Linked DNA regions of Mus musculus: all the other regions are linked to region 3. Evidence: chromatin contacts called from public Hi-C, HiChIP or PLAC-seq and Micro-C data. All regions are on one chromosome and are shown on one strand. Each heading gives the region's core, a stretch centred on a gene start, on an enhancer-like site or on the middle of the called end of the contact. The rest is flanking DNA. Distances are from core to core; before and after follow the strand shown.

Evidence for each region. A called contact is a pair of places that touch in the nucleus more often than the background predicts. HiChIP or PLAC-seq counts read pairs in DNA pulled down with a chosen protein or histone mark.
Region 1: a Micro-C map of embryonic fibroblasts shows a contact between it and region 3, with 4 times the contacts expected there. The contact joins two enhancer-like sites. A contact is called at or near these places in 2 of 484 Hi-C or Micro-C datasets (differentiating embryonic stem cells and embryonic fibroblasts), 5 of 115 datasets of contacts at active chromatin or transcription factors (embryonic stem cells, epiblast stem cells, extraembryonic endoderm stem cells and 1 more) and 1 of 9 other capture datasets (pancreatic islet).
Region 2: a contact with region 3 is called in a Hi-C map of embryonic fibroblasts, with 2.8 times the contacts expected there. The contact joins the promoter of Lactb here to the enhancer-like site in region 3. A contact is called at or near these places in 7 of 39 promoter capture datasets (the 3T3-L1 cell line, embryonic stem cells, hippocampal neurons and 3 more), 5 of 484 Hi-C or Micro-C datasets (the C2C12 cell line, embryonic fibroblasts, gonadal supporting cells and 2 more) and 6 of 115 datasets of contacts at active chromatin or transcription factors (embryonic fibroblasts, embryonic stem cells, epiblast stem cells and 1 more).
Region 4: a contact with region 3 is called in an H3K27ac HiChIP or PLAC-seq map of embryonic fibroblasts, with 18 read pairs. The contact joins two enhancer-like sites. A contact is called at or near these places in 1 of 15 datasets of contacts at CTCF or cohesin (the NIH/3T3 cell line), 3 of 484 Hi-C or Micro-C datasets (the CH12 cell line, cortical neurons and nephron progenitors) and 6 of 115 datasets of contacts at active chromatin or transcription factors (embryonic fibroblasts, embryonic stem cells, epiblast stem cells and 2 more).

The regions. Positions count from the first base shown.
Region 1 is chr9:67,023,941-67,027,022 of GRCm38.p6, reverse strand. It overlaps a transcript of Tpm1 not described here. Among named protein-coding and RNA genes, the nearest start is that of Gm30639, 13 kb to the right of the region's middle. Within about 2 kb of position 1,457, at least 71 of the 459 cell types and tissues checked have an H3K27ac peak or open chromatin away from gene starts, as enhancers often do. A contact at or near this core is called in embryonic fibroblasts and pancreatic cancer cells, where this site is marked.
Region 2 is chr9:66,974,053-66,976,963 of GRCm38.p6, reverse strand. Lactb (lactamase, beta) reads left to right here and starts at 1,480. Exons shown (of 6, transcript NM_030717.1): 1 at 1,480-1,923; 2 at 2,180-2,246. The coding sequence starts at 1,573.
Region 3 is chr9:67,211,820-67,214,901 of GRCm38.p6, reverse strand. No RefSeq gene overlaps it. Among named protein-coding and RNA genes, the nearest start is that of Mir190a, 23 kb to the left of the region's middle. Within about 2 kb of position 1,426, at least 44 of the 459 cell types and tissues checked have an H3K27ac peak or open chromatin away from gene starts, as enhancers often do. A contact at or near this core is called in the C2C12 cell line, embryonic fibroblasts, embryonic stem cells and 2 more, where this site is marked.
Region 4 is chr9:67,076,711-67,079,601 of GRCm38.p6, reverse strand. No RefSeq gene overlaps it. Among named protein-coding and RNA genes, the nearest start is that of Gm10646, 24 kb to the left of the region's middle. Within about 2 kb of position 1,526, at least 54 of the 459 cell types and tissues checked have an H3K27ac peak or open chromatin away from gene starts, as enhancers often do. A contact at or near this core is called in embryonic fibroblasts, where this site is marked.

The DNA.
Region 1 (3,082 bases), core at 208-2,707, 190 kb after region 3:
CTCCTTGGTTCTCACGTCAGCCTGGCTCTGCTCTCCAGTGTTTTAAGCGTGATCGGCCCTCATCTGTCTTGTGGATGGTACTTGTTAGCTGCCGTACCACTCTCCTCGAGTAAATTTGAGCAAACTCTGAAAATAGTCATTTACTCTGAAGTCTTCGGAGCAGAGTTTTTTTTTTTTTTTTTTTTTTTTTTTTTTTAGAAACAAAGGGTCTGAATTAAAATATTTTAGTTAGTGGCATGGTAGGCTCTAATTTTAGGATCCAGGCAGAGTCACTCCACTGAAGGCTGCAATGGCTTCTATAGGTTTCTGGGGGGTTTTTTTGTTTTGTTTTGTTTTTTCTCTTTTTTTTTTTTTCTTTCCCTTTCCCTAATGCTCCATGGGCCTGCTTCTCACCATGATTTAGGAACCTGGTTCTTTTTAAAATTCAGACTAAGAGCTGTGCTCTTTCTGAGTGATCTGTCACAGTGGAAGCAAGACGCTCGGAGTTGTGCCGAGCTGTCTGTCGTTCCTTCATCTTGAGGTACAAATTTCTTGGCTCCCCCAGAGATCTTCTCAGACTTTCTATGAGTGTTCACTGCGGGAGAAATGGGATCGAGCGGGTCATAAAAGCAGATCCCATGTAGCTTAAGGTGTGCACGCAGCAAGTTGAGGTTATCAGGAGTCTGTTTAACAGGCCACAGGCCAGCCTGTATCCGTGACTCTTCCAAGAGCCTCAGTTGGCCCAGACAAACATCGCTGCCAGCTGTGAGACCAGAGACCTCAAGACAGCTGGGGTCTGTGCAGAACAGGAGGGTGAACACTTAGAAATGTGCCTGCCCTCGGGTCACCCCAGTCACTGGCTACCCTGCAGCTAGAAGGAACAAGGCCCAAAGTGGGTTGAGTTGGGGAACACTGAGGTGTGAGCTGAATTCCTGATTGGCCTCTGGATTCTCCAGTGTTCTTCTGTTCTAATGGCTAAACATTTGGGTTCTGCAAATGGCACCTTTTGTCGGCTGTCACAGTGGTGGTTTCCCACCATGATGCTGTGGGTGTAGTAATTGGTTTTCTATTTTGTAACCTCTTAAGTATGTGGGAGACACTGGAAGGTAGCAGGGTATGAGAGGAGCTGAGCTGGGTGTGTTCTTTGTCCTGTATAAGCAGGCCATGTGTGGGAACAGGAACGAGGTGAGTGTACTCTGGTAGATATTGTGGGTTTTGAGCCAATAGAGAACAGAAAGTGTCACTGGGTGCTGTCTGGAGGAGATGAGAGTTGAATGAAGTTTTAAATATAAGTTAAGAGAAAAGGCATGGGTTGACATAGTTCTTCATAGTACACAGCAAACAGAAGGACCACAGCAGTTTGCCTCACCTTCTACCACTTATGGGAGGAAGTTGACGGAAGCACTCCATTTCCCAGCAGTGAGGGCTGGCTTTGACCAGTAGGCAGTAGGGTTGTTAGCTCTCCAAGGTCATCAAGCAGAATGTCCACGTCCATAGTCACTGTCATTCAAAGCAGTCACACATGCCAGTTTCCCTAGTGTGCGCTAGTCCTTGACCTGTTGCCAGGTGTCCCCTGACCATCTGACACCGGCAGAGTCCTGTGGTGAACTGCTTTGCCACCCGAATGGATCCCATGGCAATACACAAAGTTTGTATCGCATTAGACAAATATGGAGGTTTGAGAGAGTTTGTTTGAGGTTTTTTTTTAGGGGTGGGGGTTTCCACAGACAACAATGTGAAGTCAGAAGATAACTTACAGGAGTTGGTGTTTTCCTTCCCTTATGGAGACCCTGGGGATCAAACTCTTGCATCAGGCTCTGTGACGGGCACCTTTGCCCGCTGAGTCATCTTCCTGGCCCAGTTTTATTTACTTTATGCATGCCGTCGGCGCCCAGCCTGAGTGTCGTCCTCTTGAGGCACGCAGATAAGCTCTGAATCAGTGTGGAGTGGAGATAAATGCTTGTCTGCTGTGGGTAACACACTATCGAGGTTGGGTTCGGCCTTTGGATGTGCCTTGGTGTGGGGGATGGGAGGAGGGAGATTCCGTGGGACAGAAACCATAGCACCGGCTCAGCAGCACCCTGAGCAGAGAGGATGGGGTTCAGGAAGAGTGTACAGAAGTAGGCTAGTCAGGGGCTCACCTAGAATCTCCACTGAACTCCAACAAGGCATGAGTGGCTGGGGCTGGCCTCTAGCCTGGCCTCAGTCTCCAAATCTGTTGTCCTAAACTACACACGACTGCGTTCACTGGCTTGAAGGAAGTGCAAGGGGAGCATTGGTTCCTTCCTGTGTCCTACACCTCTTTCCATCACACCTCTACATACACTCTCGGGGACCCAGGGCAGAGGGCCTGGGGCCAGGGTATATAGTTGCTGTCCTGAGAATGGTGTTCCCAGCCTGTTAACCATCTCTCGCTGACTCTAGCTAACCTCTTCCTTCTGCCTCTTCTTTTCTGCTAACCCTTGCTGACCTGTCCAGATCAACTCTACCATCAACTCGAGCAAAACCGCCGCCTAACTAACGAGCTAAAGCTGGCCCTGAATGAGGATTAAAAACTTGGGCCATGTTCTAGGAATGGAGTCCATGTCCAGAAAATCTGTGACTCACGGGGTTAGAAAAGGATAACTACCTGGAGAAATGGGAAGGAAGGGCATTGGCTGGAGGGCTGCCTGCCTGGCCCGTGTTTCCCTTTGTATAGCTTCATTAAATCCTCAATAACCAAGGAGTTTTTACAATATATTATGTATATGTAAAGATATTTATACCAATCAATTCAGCTCTTCCTGCAGCAGCAGGTCCTCCTTGAACTGATTGATAATGAGGACTCCTCCTCCCCCCCGCCCCCCCCCAAAAAAGGAAAAAAATGTCTATTTCCTCTAAACAGCTGTGAGTCCTGCTTTAAATATCTCTTACAACTTTGTATTCCTAACATCTTCATAACCTGTGTAGTTGTTTGAAATGTTATTCAATGTACCTATGCTTGGGCAAGATAGCTTTTGAAAACAGGAGCTCCTACCAGAAGTCCCTGGTTGAAAGGTATGCTTTGTCAAGTTTAACCGTGTTGGGAGCTAATGAGCGTGTCATGCTAATAAGCGGGATACTA
Region 2 (2,911 bases), core at 231-2,730, 240 kb after region 3:
TGGGATGTGGGCAGAGGTGATGGGGTAGGAGGAGAGAGCGAGCGGTGACAACTTGAGCTGATCAGGAGTGTGGACAGTCACAAGAAGCAGAAAGGGTTTTGGTCCACATGAATCCACCCATTTTGCTATTTGGCACTTATGACGTGAGGCTCCTACCCTCTGCCACAGACTGGGGGACAGGAGCTCTGTTTTCCAGTGGTGGTTGGAACAAACAGTAACTGCGTTTGGAAACTCTGATCTTTCTCAGGCAGGTATTTTGAAGAAAGATAGGGTCACTCTAGCAACGCAGCCTTGAGCTGTGAGAAACTGTGGAAGAGTTTCCTACTCAGGAAGAGAACTGAGAGTAGCCTGGCTAGAGTTTGCTTCAGAGAACAGGACTGGGTGTGGAAGGGCAGCTGTAGCGCCCAGTGGACCCTGGCCATGTAATAATACTAGCTGCAGCTGCATCCATCGCACCACTGGGAAGCTGATTCACCGCCCACGCCTCTGATCGTAGAACCCTTCAAACCCTCTGACAAGAGAGGAAGGCTGAGAAGGTACATTTCTGGGCCATCACCTGACAACTCTGTAGATTTAGACAAATCCCTTAGCCTCCCTTTACTCCAGTTTCCTCATGGAACTGATGTCAGACAACACAACCAATCTCCAGAGCAGTTACGATGATTAATGTTTGCTAGAATGATTGTCACTGGGCAGGAAGGCGAGTCAAGACATAAAATTCTCCTAAAAGAATGAAAAAAACCCACATCAGGTTTGCTTTTTCCCACTTTTGTGTGTGTGCATGTATATACATGCATATTAGCATTTGCCTGAGAACGTCCCAGACTATGTTGGAAACCATCTATAATTGCGCTTCTAACTTTGGATTGAGGCTGGGTTTCTCAATCCGTTACAGGTAGGCGCCATGCCCACTGGGCATTTTCACCCGGATACTGGGGATTTGAATTCCAGTCCTTGTGTTTGCATGGCAAGTGTTTTAACCACTGTGCATCTCAGTCAAACAAAGGGGCGAGTGTTGTTAACATAGGCATAAGGTGGCAAGAGGGTGTTGCTGTGACAGGAGACTTGTCTAAGGATATCATGTGTGTTGTGAGAGAGAAGAAGCATGGAAAAGGAGAGAGATGAGGAGGAGAAAAGGAAAAGAGAGGCTTGAGGGACAGGTAGAAACTAAAGTGGGAAGGAGAAAGAGGAGAGAATCAGAAATAAAGAGAGGGAAAGAGAAAAGAGGATAGAGGGAGGAATGTGGGATGCGAGAGAAAAAGAAAACAAGAGAGGGAGGTTAGAGCTAAAGGGAGAGAAGAGAGAGGAAAAGGAGAAGATAAAAGAAGGAAGAAAGATATGAAAAAGAGGGAGGGAAAAGAAAGCAAGAAAAGGAGGGGTGGAACCAAAGAGGATTAGTAGCCAGAAGGCTAGAAAGGAGACGAGGACCAGGCGCTCGATGCGCTCGTCGCTCACCCACCCGGCCTTGACTGAGAGGTACTGTAAAGCCCCGCCTCAGCCCCGCCCCCTCGTCCCGCCCGCCGCGGGCCAAGCCGGAGCAAGCTAGGAGGCAGCCGGCTCTGCGGAGGCAACATGTACCGGCTCCTGTCAAGCGTGACAGCTCGGGCTGCGGCCACCGCAGGCCCAGCCTGGGACGGAGGGCGGCGCGGGGCGCACAGGCGACCGGGCCTGCCTGTGCTGGGCCTTGGTTGGGCCGGCGGCCTGGGGCTCGGGCTGGGGCTGGCTCTCGGCGCGAAGCTGGTGGTCGGGCTGCGGGGCGCCGTCCCCATTCAGTCCCCCGCGGACCCCGAGGCGTCCGGCACTACCGAGTTATCGCACGAGCAGGCCCTGAGCCCGGGGAGCCCGCACACGCCTGCGCCGCCAGCAGCCAGGGGCTTCTCCAGAGCCATCGAGAGCAGCCGCGATCTGCTACACCGGATCAAGGTGCGGGCCCAGTGGGCGTCAGGGCGGCGGCTTCCGTTTTTCTGACTGCCTGGCCGCGGGCTGACGCTCTTAGGGCTGCTCAAGTAGCAGCTGAGGTCACCGGTCGCGGAGGGGCCCGCCCCTTCCCCTTTAGAGTCCTGTGCACTCCGACGGCCAGGGCAATCGGAGCAGAACCATTGCCCTCCTGGTGGGCGGGACCGCAGAGTGGGCGGAGTCAGTCTACTTTTGAACCACCAGGGTCTTTCTTTTCTCTTAGGATGAGGTTGGTGCCCCCGGCATCGTGGTTGGAGTTTCTGTAGATGGAAAAGAAGTCTGGTCAGAAGGTGAGTTCAGCAGGTAGCCCATTTTGTTATTGGTAAAATAAAATACTGATGTTTTACAGGTTGGAGTTGCAAAAAGTGGCACATTTGTAGAGACAATGTATCCCTAGAATAATCAGGCTGTTTTATTTATCACTGGAAAGTTTAAAATGTAACTAACTGGGCTAGGAGTATAGCTCAGTGGAAGCTCACTTGCTTAGCCTCCATGTGTGAGGGCAAAATAAAGTAAATAATTAAATTGTGTGACTCAAGTACGTGGATGTGTTCAAAATGCTGTTTCTTCTCCCAGTTTACTCTTAAGAATTGGTCTGAAAATGGAATGTAGAACAATCCATTAAATTACCACTATTACATATTAGATAACCCTTATTAGTAACTAAAATGTCAGTTTCTGCATATTTTTATTCTTTCATTCTGTAATTTTTTTATTCCCCACTTCTGTAAAAGGCACTATACCAAGTATTAAGAATACATGATATCCCTGGTCCTTAATGATTTACAGTTTATTATTACATTTACTAGACAGAGTGTTACCTGTTTTGTTTTTAACGACAAGCTTGAAGTGGTTTGGGATGGAGCTCAGTTGGTGCTTGCTTTTGGGTACAAGTTCTGGGTATAATCCCTTGCACCACATAAATCAAAGTGGTATGGACCCATGATCCCATTCC
Region 3 (3,082 bases), core at 177-2,676:
ATCAAACAGGCTGAGGTGGGGAGAGGACCGTGGGGCAATACATACATGAGGCAGAGCCTGGCTCATACTAGAGGCTCCTGAGCAATGAGGGATGTGGGGGTTGGGAGAGAGGAAAGACCACAGGACCATTCCATTCCATATATGTTTGTGGCAGGAAGGGGGCATCCAGAGGTCACTGACTAAGAACCTTCCTCTCTGCTGCTCAGCCAGTGATGTCTTCCAAATGATGCTCCCAGAATCCTACTTTGCCCCCCCTTTTTTTGACCATGACATCTTTAAAAAGTTGTGTGTGTGTGTGTATGAGAGAGAGAGAGAGAGAGAGAGAGAGAGAGAGAGAGAGAGAGAGAGAGAATGAATATGTTTAAACACACCACAGAGGCCAGAGAGCACAGGATTCCTTGGAACTGTAATTGCAGGTAGTTGGTGGTTGAGTGCTGCCTTACAAGAGTGCTTACAGGAAACAAATCTGGGTCCTCTGGAACACCTGTGTGCCATGGTAACTATGTGTCTGAGAGACATTCCCCTGGGCATTGTCATTTAAACATCTTTGCCCTGAACACAACAGAATTGCTTGCGCCATTTCCCCCAGAGTAAGAAAGCCTCTGGCATTGTGTTCCAGGGTGGACTGGGGCAAGGACAGGATGGTCTGTCCAGGGGCATTACCTAAGAAGGTCAGTACAAGGCCCAAACCCTTGGGACCATATTTAGAATTCCCCTTCAATTCTGGCTTCAGGAATTCTACAGCTTGGAAAAGGAAGTTTGGTTCTCCTCTGCTCCGAACTGTGCTGCAGAAATGCTCCAGGTTTCATCAGAAGGCTGATCCTCTTCCATAGGCGTGTGGGGCTTGGGTGACCCAAGGTGTAAAGAGATCCAGAGCAAAGCTGGTGGCTCTGTGCTCCCAGCACTCTGATGTTATAGGGATCGTTAGAGAAGCAGGAAGGAAGACGGAGGGCTGTCGTTACTTCAGCACCCGGGTCTGTAGAAAACATTACTTTCCTCCAAGACCTTAGGCTCTGGAGAAGTCAGTCCCACTTCCACTTGCTAGAAGGACCCAGAGTTTCAGAGAGGGACAGGAACTCAAGCTGCCCAGGAGATGGCTGGAGCTGCCCATCAAAGGCAGCCAGGGAAGCAATTGGCCAAGGTCGAGCTTTTAGCAGCAGTGGAGGATGTTTGGAGCTGTGGGGAGGGGGAGGAGAGAAAAATCATAAAAGGCTAAAACTGTAAAGTGTAGAAACGGAGATTGACAGTGCTAAAATGTAGAGTGTGGAGCTTCATCCCAAAGGGGAGAAGAGAGACGCGCAGGGGATCTCGCACCAGTGCAACTTTGCCCCACGATCTTCAGACATGCAGGCTTGACTTGTCAGGACAGCCCTGCCCCATGTCTTAGAAGGTAGCCATGTTTGCAGCCAGCAGCACAGTTGGCCAGCACCAGGCTGTTCCACAGGGGGCAGTGTGGTTCCATGGGACATTAGTAGAGTGTCCCTGTCTCTCTGGAGGGAAAAAAGTTTCTAGGAAAAATTTAAGAAGCAAAGTGTAGGTGAATATCTTTGTGTGTCTCTGGAACTTCTTGAGGGCTTGAAGACATCTGTGTGTGTCCAATATCTCCAGAGACCGTGGAATCCATGCTATCACACCAGTATTTTTATCCTTGGGGATTTTTTGGTTGGTGTTGTTTTAATTATTGTATGATCTAGGGACAAATGCTTTTGCAACCACACCTTGAATTCATCAGAGTCCTACTCTAAAATATCACTAGAATTATTACCTGCCTATGTTTCATCTTTGAGATAGCCTCTTCTAGGCCACAGGCAGGGGTCACATCGTGTTGCATGTAACCTCACCAGCTTCCAAAGCTATGAAATGGCTTAGACAGGATGGATTTAGTTTGTTGGTGACCAGTGTTTGAGGGCCCTCTGGTTTGAACTTTGAACACGCAACATAAGACTGTGCGTAAACAGTTACTGCCCACCACAGCTGTCTTGTCTTCCTTATTCACCTATACAGCCCCACCCTAGCTGTCCAAAACAGCTCCTCCAAAGAGTGCTTTGCTAGGAGTCCCTTCCGAACACAGCTTCGAAGAAACACAATTTGATCCTTAATATACTGGCACCTCTTTGTCAACTCTCACCACTGACAAAGCTGGAAGCTAGGGTCTATTAATGTTCCTATGGCTGTAACTAAACACTATGACCAACAGCAAATTAGGGAGCAAAGAGTTCTTTCCCTTTCACTTCTGGATCACAGTTCATCATCAAGAAGTCAGGGCAGAAACTCAGGAAAGGAATCTAGAGTCAGGAGCTGAAGCAGAGGCCATGGAGGAGAGCTGCTACTGGCTTGCTCCCCGTGGCTTGTTCGGCCTGCTTTCTTATAGTGTTCTGGATTACTAGCTTAGGATGGCAGTGCCCACAGTGAGCTAAGCCCTCCTCCATCAATTATATATCAAGAAATGCCCTATAAGTCTTCCCTATGGACCAATCATATGAAAGTATTTTCTCACTTAAGATTCTTTCTTCCCAGTGAGCCTAGCTTGTGTCAAGCTGACATAAAAAAATAGCCAGTACAGGATCCAACCCAAAGAAAGTTGTTACTGAAATAGAGAAAAGACTTCTGATGGTGTGACCTGGTCCCTAGAAGACGGTGCTCATGGCCTGGACCCACAAAGGGCCGTCTAGAAGAAAAACGGGGAGACAGAGAGAAAGGTTTCTTTAATAAACCGTGCAGGCACCTGGGCCATAGGCACTTGCAGTTCAACACCTCAGGCTTTCTTCCTTCAATGTCTGGAGACAAAGGAAGGAAGCAAAAAGAACACGTAAGAGCTTTGGGCTTCAGAGAAGTGACTTTGAGCAAGTTGCTTTCAAGACCGCTAGGAATCCATGATGAAGAGTTCTACTTAACTCCCCAGTTCCTTTCAAAATGGAGCAGTGCTAACTGGGGAGTTGACTGGAAGCTACAGGTGCTCTGGGTCAAGGAAGGTCTCGTTCCTCCTACTGGTGGGTGTTTGGCTGTGGACTTTACGTACACCCTGGTTCTTCTGAGGGGAGAAGAAATATCTGCTGGCGGTGTTGGACTCTCTCCCACAGCA
Region 4 (2,891 bases), core at 277-2,776, 140 kb after region 3:
TTACCATTGTCTTGCTCTGGACTCCGAAAGCCAAGTTCTTCAGCCTCTCTTGCCAGCATCAACCACATACAAAGATAAAGCATGGGAGCTTCGGGTTTGCTGAGAGTCTAGGTGCCTATCAGGGATCCAAGGAGAACTGGATGATAGGCACTGGTCCAGTAATTGTTGCCTTCTCCCATAACACCTCCTTTCTGCCCCATCTCCAATTGTTGTGTCACAAGTCACTGGTTTACCCATCCTGGTTGGCAAGTTGGCTCCTCTCTAGGAGGCAGCCTGTGGGGTTCTCAGAACATGGTAACTAAGCTTTCCCAACTGCTTATTCAGGAGACCAGAGAAGACGGTTCAATGCCTCTAGGCCTAGCTTTAGCAGTCACACATTACCTTGTTCACTGCATCTCCTGTCCTGGTGCCTCAACCTTGATTCAGTGTGGGAAGGGACTATCCAAGGATAAGATATGATCAACAAGGACCACTCAATTCATGCTATGGACCCCTCTGTATCTTTCTAAAGCACTAATGTGGAGACCTGGGATATAGTTCCATCAGTAGACTGCTTGCCCAACATGCATGAGGCCCTGTGCTCAACCTCCAGCACTAAATAAAGGCAGATGTGGTAGTACACTTCTGTAATTCCATCAGGGCCAGAAAAATCAGAAGCTCAAGATTAGCTGTGACTGGTGGTATCACAGGCCTTTAGATGTATCTCTGTGACTGTCCTGGAACTCACTCTGTAGACCAGGCTGGCCTCAAACTTGCAGAGGTCCACCTGCCTCTCCTCCCGAGTCCTAGAATTAAAGGCATGAATGACCATGCCTGGCTCACTAATTATCCGGTTTGTTTTTTTTTAATTTTGCGCACGCTCACATGATGGAGCTGCCTGTGTGTCGTGAACAGCTTTGTGGGTTGTTTTTCTCCTTCCTTCTTCATGTGGATTCTGGGGAGGAGGGGTTGATAGGTACACACAAGCCTTTACAGGGGTTCTAGGGATCCAAGACGTGCACAGCAAGCCCCTTTACTATTGAGCCCCTGCAGGTCCTAACTTAGACTACTAGCAGCTGAACAGTAGTAGCAGAGTGTATGCTGTCTTTAGCAGAGAGCTTTGTGCTTTTTCTGCACCTAGCAGGATGCCTAGGAATGAATCAGAGTTTGCAAAATACTGTTATATTGTTAGCACAGAACACGGCTGCAGACCCTGGCCACCAACACCCAGAATGCCAAATAAGGTGATGGTGTGGGGTGGGAGGTGGGGGAACAGTGAAAAGCTGGGCTCCTCTCAGTACTAGGGGAAGTGACTAAGAAAGGCAGTTTACAGATAGCAACGTATCAGTCTGCAAAGCCCAAGTGTCCTTCCCAGCCAGGTCAGAGAAGTAGGACTCAGGTGTAAGACACAAAGCACAGCCCCAGCTTGTCTGTGGTGCGGAAGGCTGGTACTATGTCCACAGATGTTTCAGGTCACTGGAGCCAGGTCTCAGGTTACACTCCTTCTCTCCCTCAGCTTCTAAGGGAAGGACTTGCTCCAGTGCACAGCAGTTACCACAGCCCCATTAGTGTGGGAAATACTTGCCAGAGAGCGTCACCTTCCAGGAGGAGCAAGGTCTTCATTTCATTTGTTCCAAGACTATTTTAGCTTCACAGGGTTCCTTAATCCTCCCTCCCTCCCTCCCCCCACTCCTCCCGGGTCAGCTCAAAAGCCTGCAATCCTTCCACACACACCCAGTATTCCTTTTAAGTTTAGCAGTTGACCTAACAACAGTGTCTCCTTGCAACCTCCTTGCAAGTGCCCAGTATCTGCTGCCTGCCTTATCTGAGTGTCAACACTGTGAGGCAGGACAAGGAGAGGTCGGGTTTAGATATCTACTGAGTACTTAGTGATAGAAAGACAGCAGCAGCTGACACTGTGCTTAACGCTTTGTGAGCAAACCACAGAACGACCACTACGTGGCCAGGTGAGTTAACTAAGGCTTAAAGGTATGAAAACGCGTTGTGGCCTCAAAGGTATAAAAATGTGTTGGGGCCTCGGGATGAGAATAGCATTAGTGCTGTGTGTCTGGTCGTATTAAACATCCACCCTAGTGAGTAACCACAGGCAGGCGCCAGGAAAACACTTCACATCTCTTGTCTTGTGTCTATGAATCAAAAGGAAACTGTCTCCAAAGTGCCTCAGAGGTTTGTGGTTTGTGCCATTGCCAATAATAAAGATGGACCCCCCTCCTCCTTTACAAGCTGGATAACATTTGAGAAAAAAGAGGGCCTGAAAAGATGGTTCAACAGCTAAGAAGAGCTCATACTGTACTTCCGGAGGACTGGCATTCCGGAGGATGTAGCTGTAAGTCTAACTCCAGAAGTGCAGCATCTTCTTCTGGCCTCTGAGTAGCTATGTTCACCTCCCACTCACCCCACATCCATAATTAAAAATTTAAAATAAGTCTTTGGGAAGAAATTTGAATACTGGGTGGTGGTAGACTTAAGTCCTAGAACTTGGGAGGCAGAAGCAGGTGGATCTCTGTAAGTTCAAGGCCAGCCTGGTCTACAAAATGAGTTCTAGGACAGGGCTACATACAGAAAAATTCTGCCTTGAAAAAGAAAAGGCAGAGAGAGAGGGAGAGAGAGAGAGAGAGAGAGAGAGAGAGAGAGAGAGAGAGAAAGATTTTAGCTAAGAGGGGTGTCTTAGTCAGGATTTCTATTCCTGCACAAACATCATGACCAAGAAGCAAATTGGGGAGGAAAGGGTTTATTCAGATTACACTTCCACATTGTTGTTCATCACTGTCTTAGTTAGGGTTTTACTACTGTGAACAGACACCATGACCAAGGCAAGTCTTATAAAAACAACATTTAGTTGGGGCTGCTTTACAGGTTCAGAGGTTCAGTCCATTATCATCAAGGTAGGA